2 separate regions of the Gadus morhua genome follow, and region 2 is linked to region 1. A link is a contact called in public Hi-C data. All regions are on one chromosome and are shown on one strand. The core of a region is the stretch at or near the end of the contact, and the rest is flanking DNA. Distances in the headings are between cores, read along the strand shown.

Region 1 (6,951 bases), core at 2,502-5,001:
GGTCCTCTCTCTTCAACTCGTTTTGGCATCCACACTGAATCCATAAAAAGAGGATACATCACACTCACACACACACACACCCACCCCTTCATTCCCATTTAAGCAGTGTGAATACTACTGTACTCATCACTCAGTAAGGTGCTACAGAAAGGTGCGACCAGATCTGACTCACACATCGACTCAGACGTACTTCACAGAACAACACAGGTGCAATCTTGATGGAGCTCTAGAGCATAAACGAAAGTCTTTCGACTATCCTTCCATATGCAAGCGCATTTGTGTGTTTCTATTTGTAATGGAACTGAATACGAGTACATATACACACAGACCGACACAGACTCCCTGTCCGAGTCCCTACAGCCTGCAAATCTCTTGACCCAGAAGGCCGGTACACTTCACACACACGTAAGCAACTTGCAATATTATGTTTTCGGTTGCTGTGGAAACCCATCAGGGTTCTTAGGAGGGGGCCTTCTGTGCCCGCAGTGGTTTTTCTCATATATATATATATCCAGTGTATATACATCCACCACGGTTTGACTCAGTGTTCACAGCTGGAGGCGAGGTGAGAGCGATTTGAGGACTTAAAGGAGAACTTGAGGATTCTCTCCTCAAACCGGAACCTATATTCCGGGCGGTTTGGGTCGAAGGGACTTATGCTTCAACGGTTTTTGACCAGGTTTCAGTGCACTCGTAATCTACAAACACGGGCTGAAATGTTATTGTAATTGTAGCGTAATTTATGGCTGACAGATTCTGAATATTTTCTAACATCATGCGAGGGATCCCTAGGGTGAAAGACGCCTTTTAGTTTTTTATGTTTCATCTCATCCCAGTCTGTTTGAATGATTGTCTCATAGGCCTATTTGTATTGGCTGAGGTAGTTGTGGTTCCAGGTATACAAATACTCATCACTCAATGATGATTTTATTTTAACAATCACAGCCTAATCCGGGATGACTAGGAACAAGATGTCACTAAAACCAGTGATTGTTGCTTAGGTTTGCAACCTAAAGAAGAAAAAACTACTAATATAAATGCAGAATACGATTTGTTCTTTCGATTTTTTATTATTCATTCAGTTACTTATTATTTATTTATTAACTGTGACTTGAGGGAGGTGACATTTTGGCAAAATTGAGGTCCATCACTGCATTAGTATTCATCACCTGAGTACGAGTGGCAAAAAAAAAACACACGCAAGGCATTAAACGATGCATTACCCATCCTAAGAAAACAACCTATCGCTAATTCATGAATGCATATCTAAAAATAATAGTTAACGTAACTACTAGACACATACAAATGTGTATGACGTATCCAAAGCTAAAGGCTGGTTAAAGACAGTGTTGGTGGTTCACCGACTGCGGAGAACAGAGGAGAATCCTCAAAAAACATGAGAAGTGGGTCGCGGATGACGTCCGTGTTGTGAATGTACCAAACACAAATAGACATATTGAGTCATCCTGCTTAAGTGCAGCCCTTTTTTTTATAACCGGCAAAACCTTCAAATGTAAAATCGATGACCGCACATCCAGCAGCGGCCTCATGCAGAGCGTCTCTCAGCGGACCCCGCTGCTGCGACCATTCATAACAGAGACTTCTGTTACGCATTGTTGTTAACAGAGGGCCGCCAGGAGGGTCAACCTGGGACTGTTCTTATCGTGGAAGAAGAAGAAGAAGAAGTGGGTCAAAACAAAGCCCTGGCGAGGGACGCCTCTCGGCTAACACAGTGACCCACTTGAACCGTCGATTCGATGCGATTGTTGTAAGTCATCCGGATTCGACCACTCTGCATTTTTTACTTTTAATCTAAAAACTAAACTATAAATTTCATCGATCCAACATGTCAGAAACTTGACCACTCCGGTGGTGTGCGTCATGTCTTGTTGCGCAGTTGGTAACACAACGAAAGAGTTATATGATATCGAATAACAACTATACAGTACACACACGTTAGTACTTCACCGACATGTGCAATGTTGGGATTTAACCAAACCCCTGTTTCTACGGATGGGGCTCGGCACTCAGACAGGAGGATGACGGCGACTCAGACTTCAACTAGAAAGCCGCGCGTTTATCTCCATCACGTGACGCGTCCAAGCTCAAGATGCATAGCTCCGTGACCATTACACCCACCCCTCCCTCGCTCACCCTGTTATGCATCCACTGTCCCCCCCACCACCCCCCCATGCAGTCATTCATACTTACGTCACTTTTTGGATAACATTAACCTTAATGAAATGTTGGATGCCTGAATTAACTTTAAACCTATAAACCAGCTGCGTCTATACTCGCATATGGCATTCGGCCTCCAACGCGATGACGGCGGGTGTGATGCGTCTGTTGGTCTCACCTCCACCTGCTGATCCCCACGTTGGAGGAGCCCGCGAACCAGGGGTCGAGGATGTAGACGCAGCGCACCGTGTCCGCTCCCTGGATGCAGTCCTCGAGCGCCGGGTTGTCGTGGAGCCGCAAGCCCTTCCTAAACCAGTGGATGGTGTTCACAACCATCACTCAACCGGGCGAGTGCTTTACGATAAAGACTCTATATTCAAAAAATAAATAAAGGTCTGCTCGGTTTTGTGGAACGATCTTCTTTGCTTTGGTCAACGAAGAGAAAAAATGCGTAAAATCAAGGCCACAGCGTAACCCGGGGATGGTCTTGCTTGATCAACAGAAACAGGCCGATTTTTAACCTTGTTCTAATAAAAGCTTGTCCATCATGTCATAGAATACAGAAACTGGTGACTTCTGAACCATTGGTCCAAGAGTCTGCGCTCTACGGCGATGCGAACAGGTACTCGACCGGCGTTAGGACCGTGTGTGGCGGTCCCCAGCCTTCTGTTGTATAACTTGTTTTTTCTAAATTGTGGAGAAAAAGCGTACCAATGCTCTGTGACACGTTTGTCAATGCCCTATAAACTTGCAATAACTAGCGCCGCGGCTACACGCAAAATAGAAGAAATCAGACACGACACGTCCACGCAATTAAAGAATTAACTGTATCGCGCCGTGGGAAGACTGTCAACTCCTCGAAGTGAAAGCCCTTCAATACAATTGACCGGAGAATGTTTTTTACAGTCTACCGATAAAAAACTGAGCAGATACTCAGCAGTCGATGAGTCTTACTGAGTCGTACACCAAGGCAGTGCTGATGCTCGGGTACATATCTCAGATTTGGAGGAGAGGAGACACGCACCGTCTATGCAACGGAACCTCGATTCGCCTACATCCGTCATGACTCCGCCCATAGCATGACGCACATGACTTCGAGCTTCGCTATTGGCCGAAACCGCAGACGTCGGTACCGAGTTGTCACGTTTCTGCAATGCTCCCCGCCACATTCCGACTTTATTCAATAATATTCACTAAATATTTGATATAAAGTGATATTAATGACATGAACACCATTTTCATTGATTAATATCTATATTTCGTTGAATATTTTGAGTGATTTCTAGATAGTTATTATGTTTGTAGTTGACGCCCCACGACTTGCCCCGCCCACTAATCTGTAAACACCTTGAAAATACCCGGATGATCACATGAACCACGGCATGATCGCGGCGACCATGTGCCATGCAACTGCAATGTTGTTCTCATGTGCGTGTGTGCGCGCGCGCGTTTGTCTAAGTCAGAAACCTTGATTTTTTCTGTGTATGGTTTATGTAATGTTATTGTAATGTAATGTATACATTCATAGGTATAATATATAAGGTTTATAATAGCCTAATATAGGATTTGTTTGTTTTTCTTTGGATGGGCCAATGAGGCACGTTATTTTATTAAGAACGCAGATGTTAATAGTGATCGTTTTAATATATAGGCGTGCATATCGGGTCATCATTTAGTTTAACAGTGCATAAATGATGTAGCCTATTTGGTGTTTCTATCATGAAACTTTCACTCCATGTGTATTTACAGGAGGCGTAAATGTGTCACAAAAATCTTATATAAACGGGCACCTATAGGCTATTACGCAACGAAAAGCTGTTGATTCTTGAGTGCGTGTGTGTTTCGTCTGTTGGCCAAACGGTGGCGGTATAGCATCACGGAATCCTTAACCTGTTAGTCTTGACGTAGGCCAATGTTTTCTGGGAAATCAATAAAATAAAATACATTTTTGAACATTTACGATTTTTTTCACTACTGATCCGTATTAAAACCCCCTACAAGGTCTTTGTACGATATTACGCTACATGATGAGCGAAATGTCGGCATATTGTATTGTATGCTAAAGCGTAATGGAATGCTGAAATATTCCCAGGCAGCATCACAAGTTAGCATCACCAATCTTATACGGTCTAACTTTGTATTGATTATTATTTATAAGTTGCTGTTAGCAAGCAACTAAGATTATGTCTTTGCAGTAGTAATTAATGATAGAAATGATTAGGCTAATGCAACATATAAGCACAAGTCATCTGAGTTTGCGTGTAAGCATGCATTGTGTGTGTGTGTGTGTGTGTGTGTGTGTGTGTGTGTGTGTGTGTGTGTGTGTGTGTGTGTGTGTGTGTGTGTGTGTGTGTGTGTGTGTGTGTGTGCATCATGATAAAAAAAGACGTAGGCTTTAACGCCTTATTTGTTTTCCTTTGCTTTTGTTTGTTTGTATCGACATTCTGCTTCGACAAATTGGGGTCATCATTCTGTTTCCACACATTTCTACCGGGATGATAATTCAACGTAAAGAAATAGCGAGGGGCCCAAAACAGTGTGTGTAAGTGTATGTGCTTGTGTGTGTGTGTGTGTGTGTGTGTGTGTGTGTGTGTGTGTGTGTGTGTGTGTGTGTGTGTGTGTGTGTGTGTGTGTGTGTGTTTGTGTGTTTGAGGGTGGGGGAGGGGGGGGGGGGGGACAGATGGTTCAGCTCGTGCGCGAGGAGGAGATGCCCCAGCAGCATGATGAATCATTCCGCCGCAACCAACTGTTAATCTCCGCCTGGCCTCGGAATCCAGCCTCGTCACGCACTCCGTCCCTCCTCACCCGCCGACCGAGAAAGATAACACACAAACCGCTGGACTATAATATTTCTATCTATTTCGAAGGACAATGCTGGAAATAAGGCTTTTACTTTTGCATGTCATCATTTGGATTACTGTTTTAGCGTCTTGATCAAGAAATAAATCAAATCAAATAAAGATCTAGACGTTTATTATCTGCTCCGCCATGAAGGTCGCTTCTCTCTTCATTTGACCGGGTTTGACCCCGGATCATTCGGCTGGTTCCGCCTTCTCCCCGCAGCACGGAGGCCCCGGGGCCTGAAACAAGACGGAACCACACCTGAAACTGATTCAAATGGGAACGAGGTGTGGTTTGTGAATCCTGATCCATCGGATCAAGATCTATTGACATTTCCTACCTGCAATTAAATTAGTCTGGAGGACGTGCGCGGGCGCGCACGCGCATTTGTGTCCGTGTGCCTGTGTGTGCTTCTGTTTGCGCGCGCGCATGTGTGACTCCGGCTTTCCGATTTTAAAAGGTACAATATGCTGTAATTCCATAAACTGAAGGTTCGGCCATACGTCCAGACCCCCGTGTTTGGGACCAACAGGTGGTCCTCATGCAGAGTGAAGGCTACATTCCGTTGGTAGCCGAAGTAGTTTTTTTAACCCATGTCTTTGCGGACGGGCAACAGCCTGTATGATGACGGCCCCACCTCTCGCGGAGACTCCCATGCGGGGCGCGCGCTTCTGTACAACGCGCGTGATGCAGTATAGGATAACGAGAAAGGGGGTTGAGCGCTCGGGTGACGCGCAATAAGTTGTGGGCACAAGAAGCACTACGCATCCCAGTCCAGTCACAGGAGCGGCTCCCGTCCACGTCGGTCGCTCATCCAACCATCGCGATCATTTACCTGGGGAAATACCGCACGCGCGTTCGCGACCCGACCCGCGGCTGGAATAACGCGTTTTAAACGACTTTGTGGCGTTGAAAAAGAAAAAGGCATACCTTTACAGTATGCGGTGCAGTGATTATGGCCGGCAAGGGTAAGACGGTCGTGCGGACGCTGGAGGATTTGACGCTGGACTCGGGTTATGGTGGCGCCGCGGACTCGGTCCGCTCTTCCAGCGTGTCGCTCTGTTGCTCCGACACCCACCAGTCCTACTCGCATGGCGGCAACTGCTGGCATCTGACGGAATCCATGCACAGCAGACAGAACAGCCTGGACACGGTCAACACCGTCCTGGCGGAGGACACGGATGTCTCGGAGTGGTCCGGTCTGTGCGCCAAGCTCCCCGAGCTCGAGGACGTGCCATGGAGCCTCGGAGAGGTGGAGGGCGCACTCAGGAAGCACGAGGACCCGGCGATGGGCGTCCCTTCCCGGGAGGTGCTGGCCAAGCTGTCGGTGCTCATCAGCCGCGCTCTGGTGAGGGTGGCGCGCGAGGCGCAGCGGCTCAGCCTGCGCTACGCCAAGTGCACCAAGCACGAGGTGCAGAGCGCGGTGCGAGCGGTGCTCTCGTGGACTATCTCCGTTAACTGCGTGGCGGCCGCGCTGAGCGCGCTCTCCCTGTACAACATGAGCACCGCTGCGGACAAGTTCAGCCGCGGCAAGTCGACGCGCTGCGGCCTGGCGTTCTCCGTGGGAAAGTTCTTCCGATGGATGGTGGAGAGCCGTGTGGCGCTGAGGGTCCACGAACACGCGGCCATCTACCTTGCCGCGTGCACGGAGATCCTGTTCAGGGAGGTGTTTGCGCGCGTGCAGCGCAGCTCGCTCCTGGAGAGGGACAACGGCGTGCCCAAACTCACGCTGGAGTCGCTGGAGCATGCAATCAACAACGACTCGGAGATGTGGGGGTTGCTGCAGCCATGCCAGCACCTCATCTGCGGGAAGAATTCAAGTGGTAAGAAAAGTTGAAATGCCGCACATTTCCTATCAATGAACCTCTAATAAAGCCATATCCATATGTTGGCTGAGTGAGGGAATCAGCGGGGGCGCATCGGGGCATGGAG
Region 2 (6,951 bases), core at 1,922-4,421, 150 kb after region 1:
TATAAATGATAGCTGGTGTTAATAGCAGGGATGTGGTGTAGAGTCTAACGACGTGATGAAGGTGTTGCCGTCGTGCTACAGACAGTGCAAGTGTTCCTGAGATGCTTGGTTTAGAGCCAATAAAACAACGATATTGATGACCTTTACACCGTGTGGGTTGTTTTTGCCACTCTCTCTATTTCACCCATCTCGGCTTAAGAATCAGTTTCTCCTCCCATCAGATACGTGCAACGATTGAGTCTCCAAAATGTTGTGACCCTGGCCTGTTATGATTCTCCACGTAATTCCATTCACGCGCATGCTGAAGATTTGTTTCAAGATTATTTTTTTATACTGTATTATGATACACGAAAAAATTATATTATACTGGGTTTGTTTTGTGTTTATTTTTGTGACTTGACATTGTTTGCAAGTGAGCAATACATTGTCTTGTACAATCGTCTGATGGAGGGGAAAATAAACTTCAGAATTTAAACTCATTATATCCTTAATATTTAGTATTCATATTTAGGGTTGATTGTTCCTTTAATGTCTTATAACTGTCATATTTAGTGTCACACAGGCCAACTTATCTTCCTCGCACAAAGTTAAATCTGTTAAGACTTTCATGCAGATTTAAAGAGGGATGAGGTGAAAGTGTGTTTAATGAGCCACAGAACCGTACCGAATAATTCAGGAGAGCAAATGGTAGAGAGAGACAGGGTGGCACTATGAGGAATTAAATGTCTGAAGTCACAAAGTCTGAAGATGAAGGGCCCTTTATTCCAAAGCATACACTTTCTTATTCAAGGTTGGAGTTTAAAAAATAGGAAAAAGTTGGATTTAGATCAACTAATATAAAAAATAAAAATAAAACATTCAGCAAAGAAGTCAAACTTAAAACGCCAAAAGAGCCCAAACTCAAAACCCACCAAAAAGCACTTACAATGCAGCATCCTGTAACATCATTATTATCTAGCTGAAAACCCACACAGGAATTATGGATGTAGCTGTATTGATTGATTTTCCTCTTACAGAACAAGGGTAATTCAGACTCACTGCCCTCTTTCTCCTGATGGGTTATGTAGAACCCTCACCCACTCTGTCCTACTCTTGCACGTCGTTTTAGGGTCTCTCTCCCCTGTTCCCCGGTGTGAGAGCTGCCTTCACAACTCTGTTCTGGAGGTTTGGCGATGTGAAGGATGCCTGCCCCTTCAACGACCCCGTCTCCACAGGCCGCGGCGCGTGTTCCATTTATATTGATAGTTTATAGTTGTATGGGCCGCATTCCAATAGAATAGTCTGTCTAACACGATTCCACATCTCGCTTCCTGCTCAATCTCCAGATCTTTTCCTCGATCTCCGTTGTGCACACTGTTCTCGTTGTCGAATCCGCGACCCAAAGATCCGCTTTCGTCCACAAATCGTCACGGGTCCCGAGGGTACATTGGTGTCTCCGAATAGGAAATGTTTGAGCGATTATACGTCGCGCGCCGTCATGCAACAAAGGTGCTTGGCTACAGAGTAGGAAGGTTCTGTTTGGTCAGATGATCGACAGTTGGTTGATGACTAATGTCTCTGGCAGCTCGGCTGTTCCGAACCGGTTCCCAGTCTCCCAGTGCTCAGTCGTGATACTGCTGGTGCCCACAGCAGGAGGGATCAAGGAGAACGTTCTGGAACGCAGCCATGGTTTGTGTTGGCAGAGGACGGCCAGGGTATAAAAAGGAGAGGAGTCGAGTTGGATGCATCCTCAGAGCAAAACATTGGCACGCCACAGGTCTTTAAAGCACGTCGTGCTAGCGCCGGGAATTCATCTAGGGGGAGGCGTTATTAGCTACGGCTCTTGTGGTTTGGGGGTTTTAGAGACTAATTAAAAAACATGACTTCTTTAATTGAAATAAGGAAATGAAACAATCAACTCCTTGATGAAAGAACCTTAAATGAGGACCAAACCTCCTGACCCCGCGTTCAGGTGCCCGCTTTGAACGGGTACCTGAACCCTGAATTGTTTCACTTGGTTTTAACGTGGTCGATTCAATTCGGTCTTCAAGATAGTAGGCTAATCTATGACATTTTATTTTATCACTCAATTTAGAGGAGTTACGAAGTTCCAATGCACTTCAACCTCCCAATGAAGGGACATGGGTGGCGAGGTGTGTGTTGATGTGTGGAGCTCCCTCCAGCCAGTGGTGGGTGTGGATGGCTGCGTCCGAGAGAGGGGTAAGATTCTCTGAAACGTATAGAACCGCTAGGGGGTGCTGTTACGCACGAAGCCCTGTGTAAAATCAGTGTAACCACGGCCCCTGGCGGCTATTTTCTTAAAGGACTATGCTGATTTTTTCGAGTTTTGTGTTATTACAATGTGGGTACTATATGCCAATGAAAAATAAGCAATAAAAAAATATGTGACAAAATTGCCGTGATTGTAGTATGGTTCTCGTTTAAAGCTGATTACTATTTGATATGAACGCAGTACATTCATATTTCAATGTATTCATATTTATGAAAGTGGGGAGTCGGTGAATTTCATAGTCATAGAGACAAGGTGTATCATTTATTGAACATGAAACTGCGACATTCCATTTATTTCTATCGCAGTCTTCAGTTTAAGCATTTAATACAAATGTGCGTCCAAATATAATCTTTCCCAACTGCTCTAATGAACGCGGTTGGTTGAATCCCTTCCAAAGAGAAAACGACGCTCTACCTACCATAAGCGATGGGTTTCGGCACACCTGCTCAGCCGGTTGTCAATCAAAGCTGTCCTCTTAATTAACGGCGGAGTTCCCCCCGTCTGTGCCGTCCTGAGGCAGGCTCATTTTAATATACGCGACACTGGTTACATCATGGGCTGCATAGCTGAATTTCACTCTAAAAAAGATACAAGTTGAAATAGTTTCAGAAACAAAAACAAATTCACAAATAATATATACTTGTATTCAAAACTTTGTAACAACTTTTTATTATTGTATGTTATTCATTTCGACTGACAAAAAAAATCGTTTCAAATAAGCTACTTGGAACTTATTATTGTCATAACTCGTCTTGTCATGCAACACAACAGGTGAATAAAGCAGCCATCACCCCCTCGTATGCGGTGCGCGCCCGGGTGTGTACGGTGTCTACAGTTTGCAGCGCATGCTGAACTACATCCGGTCGTTCTGCGCACCCAGCGCAGATATCGAGCCGCCCCTCCTTCCACCCCACTAGCACCGCAGGGTCGGGCGGAGAGTGACTCACAACCATTTCAAGTTAAGACATTTATCCTCTGCTTTTGTCCCATCTGAATACCGAGATGCAGAGCCCGAGTCCTGGTGAGAATGGTAAGGCGATATGGACCTAAAATATAATAAATGTTTTTGCTTATCAAGTTTCTGCAAGATTGTGTGCGCCCGTTTTTCAACATGGCGTACCCCGCTCTGAGACAGTAGCACGGCGCTAGCCCGCTAGCAGGGAGCTAACCCGCTAGCAGGGAGCTAACCGGCTAGCAGGGAGCTAGCCCGCTAGCTGGCTAGTTAGTATGTTAGCCATGATGGCTAGCCGTAGCTCGCGGGTAACCTGTCAAACCGACCTCATCACAACTCGGGGCGATATCTGTTGAGTAACAACCGCGATCAAGGATCACAAGGTATAACTTATAACACAACTACTACCGTCACAACCTCTCGATACCTGCAGATACACAATGTTTCACAGAAAGTAGAATAATAAATAGCAAATACAATATAAACGTTCAAATGCGCTGTTTGATAGCCATAATAGAGGACATGCTGGGAATCCTCCTTTGCACCACGAATGCAATGTATGTTACCGATATTATGTAAAGTAAAATAATCTTAGCCATTTCTCTGTCGTTCCCTTACAAGACTCCAGATCCCACATAATGCAAAACTGAGACTCAATCAAAAGTTATCCTCATGATTCTGACCCCACACTGTACGGCTACAGGGCATGCGCATCAGAATGCATCATGGGAGTTTTGGGTCGAGATATTACGCCATGTTGAGAGGACCCAAGGGAGTTGTTGTACTGTAGACCCTGAATTAAAAAAAATCCTAAATCCATAAAAAATGTAGCTTTGACACGTCTTGCATTATAAACAGCAGTTTCAAATCCAACAATGTCTTCCCATGATGACACAGGATTTCATGATTAATTACTAAACAATGACCAAATAAGCATTAACACCAGCACAGTAACTAACATCCAGTCCTCTATGCTTCCAAAATGGAGGCGGTCACTGTGATGTACTGTTGCTTCGGCCCCAAAGGCATAGCCGGCTATTGCCAGACCAAGGCTGCTCAATCGTAAATTGCACGTTGGTCAGGGGGGGAAACTACATGGGGTCTTTGAATTATCGTACATAACAAACTCTGTAGGTGGCGAAGAAGTAAAAGCTGCTCACGTTTTGAACCACACACTTTTCCCATCTAGATTCCCCTTGGGTTTTGGATTGTCGGTGCCATTAAAGTAGCATTTATAATCGTTTACTCCTTCAACGGCACCGACAATTCAAAACCCAAGTGGAATCTAGATGGAACCAGGAGCCTCGGAGGCAGCTCGATAGGCTGCTTGCCGTCGCTTCCCTGTCGTCATTGTGTAAAACCAGCCAATGGCGCACCAGGGGGAAAAGCCAGCTTGGTGATTCGCTCCTGCAAAAAAAACGTATCGGAAGCAGAAAGAAATGTATTGCTCTTCTCCCGACCCTTCTGCCGGCGGATTGAATTGAAGTGTGTGTGTGTGTGTGTGTGTGTGTGTGTGTGTGTGTGTGTGTGTGTGTGTGTGTGTGTGTGTGTGTGTGTGTGTGTGTGTGTGTGTGTGTGCGCGTGCGCGAGAGCGAGAGCGTCTGTCGCCTGCTCGTGTCGATGCACTTCGCGTGACCCAGGCTACCAAAGGCCTGAGCTGATCCCCTCCTCTCCTCCTCCTCCTCCCAGAGGCCCATCTCCCGCTGCCGTCCCTGCGTCTCTTCGTGCCGCCGCTGCGCCTGGTTTCAGCCGCCATGTGGCAGGTGGTCCAGCGGGGCGACGTCCAGGGCTACGGGCTGCTGGAGGAGTTCATCAGCACCGTCACGGACATCGTTCCAGAACTCTTGAATCCCGACCAGAAGGCCCAGCTCCTCTTGGGACTCCGAGCGAGGGTGAGAGAAGGATTGTTGCTCAAGGAGTTTTCAGAAGTTGAGAAACTTCTCCTTTTTATACACATATATATATATATATATAACGGTAATGTAATTCCATAGTCAAGCTATTTTGACACAGTCTGGAAGTGCCAGACTAATTTGCAAATGCGTGTTAATCTCCAAGCTGCCCGTTCCTTTTCGATTTCCAAGGGTCGTTATTTACCTAAGTAGGCACAGACGCAGATTCTAAAGCAAAAGAGAAAGTACTCTAATGGTGCAATAGAGAAACTAGGCAAGGCTAAATTAATCTTATGTTGTAGCCTACCTTTCTTTAAACATCAGCAGCTTTGTTAAGTTTCCCGAAAAGCGAATACATTTGCATTGTTTCAGGTAATGAATTCAGTCCCTGAGGTTTCTGATGTTTGTTTACGTGTGGTTTTTGTTTACATCAGGTGGTTCTCGACCTCTGTCGGTCGGAGCAGAGCGCCGAGAGAGAGACCATCGCGATGCACCTGGAGCATATAAAGTCCTTAATATCCACATGGACAGCACAGGTGGGGAGATGCACAATGTTTTCTCCGTCTGTAGATATATACGGCTTGTAAATCATAGTGCTTTATGGGAGTTTTTGTTGGAGAGACTCACAATCGAGAGGACTCAAGAGGGTTAAAGTACGGTGAGTCCTAAATCAACGTAAAAATCCTGTTACCTAGGCTACTGAAAACGTTGTTTTGCCTCATCTCGCATGGGATGAACAAAATAAAGTGTGCCGTTAAGGACAAATCGTTTGACGATTTATTACTGTTCAGTGATCGTTTATGTCTCTCCTGTTTTCAGCCGTATTTCGCAGATGTGCAGTTCCCTGAATCCAACTTCGTGAATCAAATTGAATCTCTACTAAAGGATCCCGAAGAGAAGGCAAAGTTCTTCCAGGTATTTGAAATTAATTCTATATGTACGCACAAATATATTGTTATTATTTAAGTATTATTATCATTGTTATATGCAGCACTGCACACTATGGTAATGGTACTCAGCGAAAAATACATACAAATCTTTTTGATGTGAGGGTTAGCTTAAAAACAGTTTAAAAATCTGACGATGGTTTTGTTCCAGGAGGACTTCCCGGTGGACTTCGGTCCGGACTACGACGCCGCTCTCCAGGTGCTGGTGCTGGACTTCCTGTCCAGACTGGAGCGCCTGCTGCCGGTCCCAGACCTGCAGCATGTAAGTACCCCAGCATCACACCGTCCTCCAGGCCTGGCAGCACCTGAACCGGAGGGCTCTGTACCGGTGGACCATCATCACCATCACACGTAGTAAACGTGGCACTGAGTCAAGAACACAGACTGTCCCAAATAGCATTTAGCTCAGAACACACTCTACCGTTTAGTGACCATGGACCGTACCGTACGGTCTTTAGCTCAGGACCTGGAAGGTACCAGACAGTGACCACGGGTTGTGTCATGTGGTATTTAATTCTGGTTCAAAACCAAAACGACACACACATGAGATAGGCAGACACTCTTATTATGGGCTGCCTATCTCATGGCTCCCTCCCTCCCCCCTCCTTCTCCGTCCCCCCCTTCCTCTCCCTCCCCCCTCCCCCCTCCCCCCTCCCCTCCCCCCGGTCAGACGGCCTCCCTGCTGGACGCGGTCCCCTCGGCTCTGGAGGAGTGCCTCCAGTCCGTCCCCGACCCCCAGCAGCTCCGGACGGTGCTCCAGTACCACGCCTCGCTCGGCCAGCCGGACCTGGACGGTGCGTGGGTTACCGTGGGTTACCGCGCCCTCTCGGGTTCTGATGTCAACAGTTTGGAGTCACTGTGTGGCGCGCCGACCCGCGGCCCAGCGAT

What was found. A called contact is a pair of places that touch in the nucleus more often than the background predicts.
Region 2: a Hi-C map of gill shows a contact between it and region 1, with 6 times the contacts expected there. The contact joins the promoter of LOC115541415 here to the promoter of cry1a in region 1. A contact is called at or near these places in 5 of 6 Hi-C or Micro-C datasets (blood, gill, gonad and 2 more).

The regions. Positions count from the first base shown.
Region 1 is chr4:1,213,731-1,220,681 of gadMor3.0, forward strand. It overlaps cry1a (cryptochrome circadian regulator 1a), which reads right to left and starts at 3,752. Exons shown (of 15, transcript XR_003976348.1): 1 at 2,357-3,752.
Region 2 is chr4:1,364,479-1,371,429 of gadMor3.0, forward strand. LOC115541415 (zinc finger protein 62 homolog) reads left to right here and starts at 3,172. Exons shown (of 7, transcript XM_030353130.1): 1 at 3,172-3,302; 2 at 4,914-5,116; 3 at 5,551-5,652; 4 at 5,936-6,031; 5 at 6,215-6,325; 6 at 6,734-6,857. The coding sequence starts at 3,275. LOC115541516 (a long non-coding RNA gene) reads right to left here and starts at 3,158. Exons shown (of 2, transcript XR_003976369.1): 1 at 2,691-3,158; 2 at 743-1,652. It overlaps LOC115541443 (ankyrin repeat and BTB/POZ domain-containing protein BTBD11-A), which reads left to right. Exons shown (of 13, transcript XM_030353184.1): 13 at 1-479.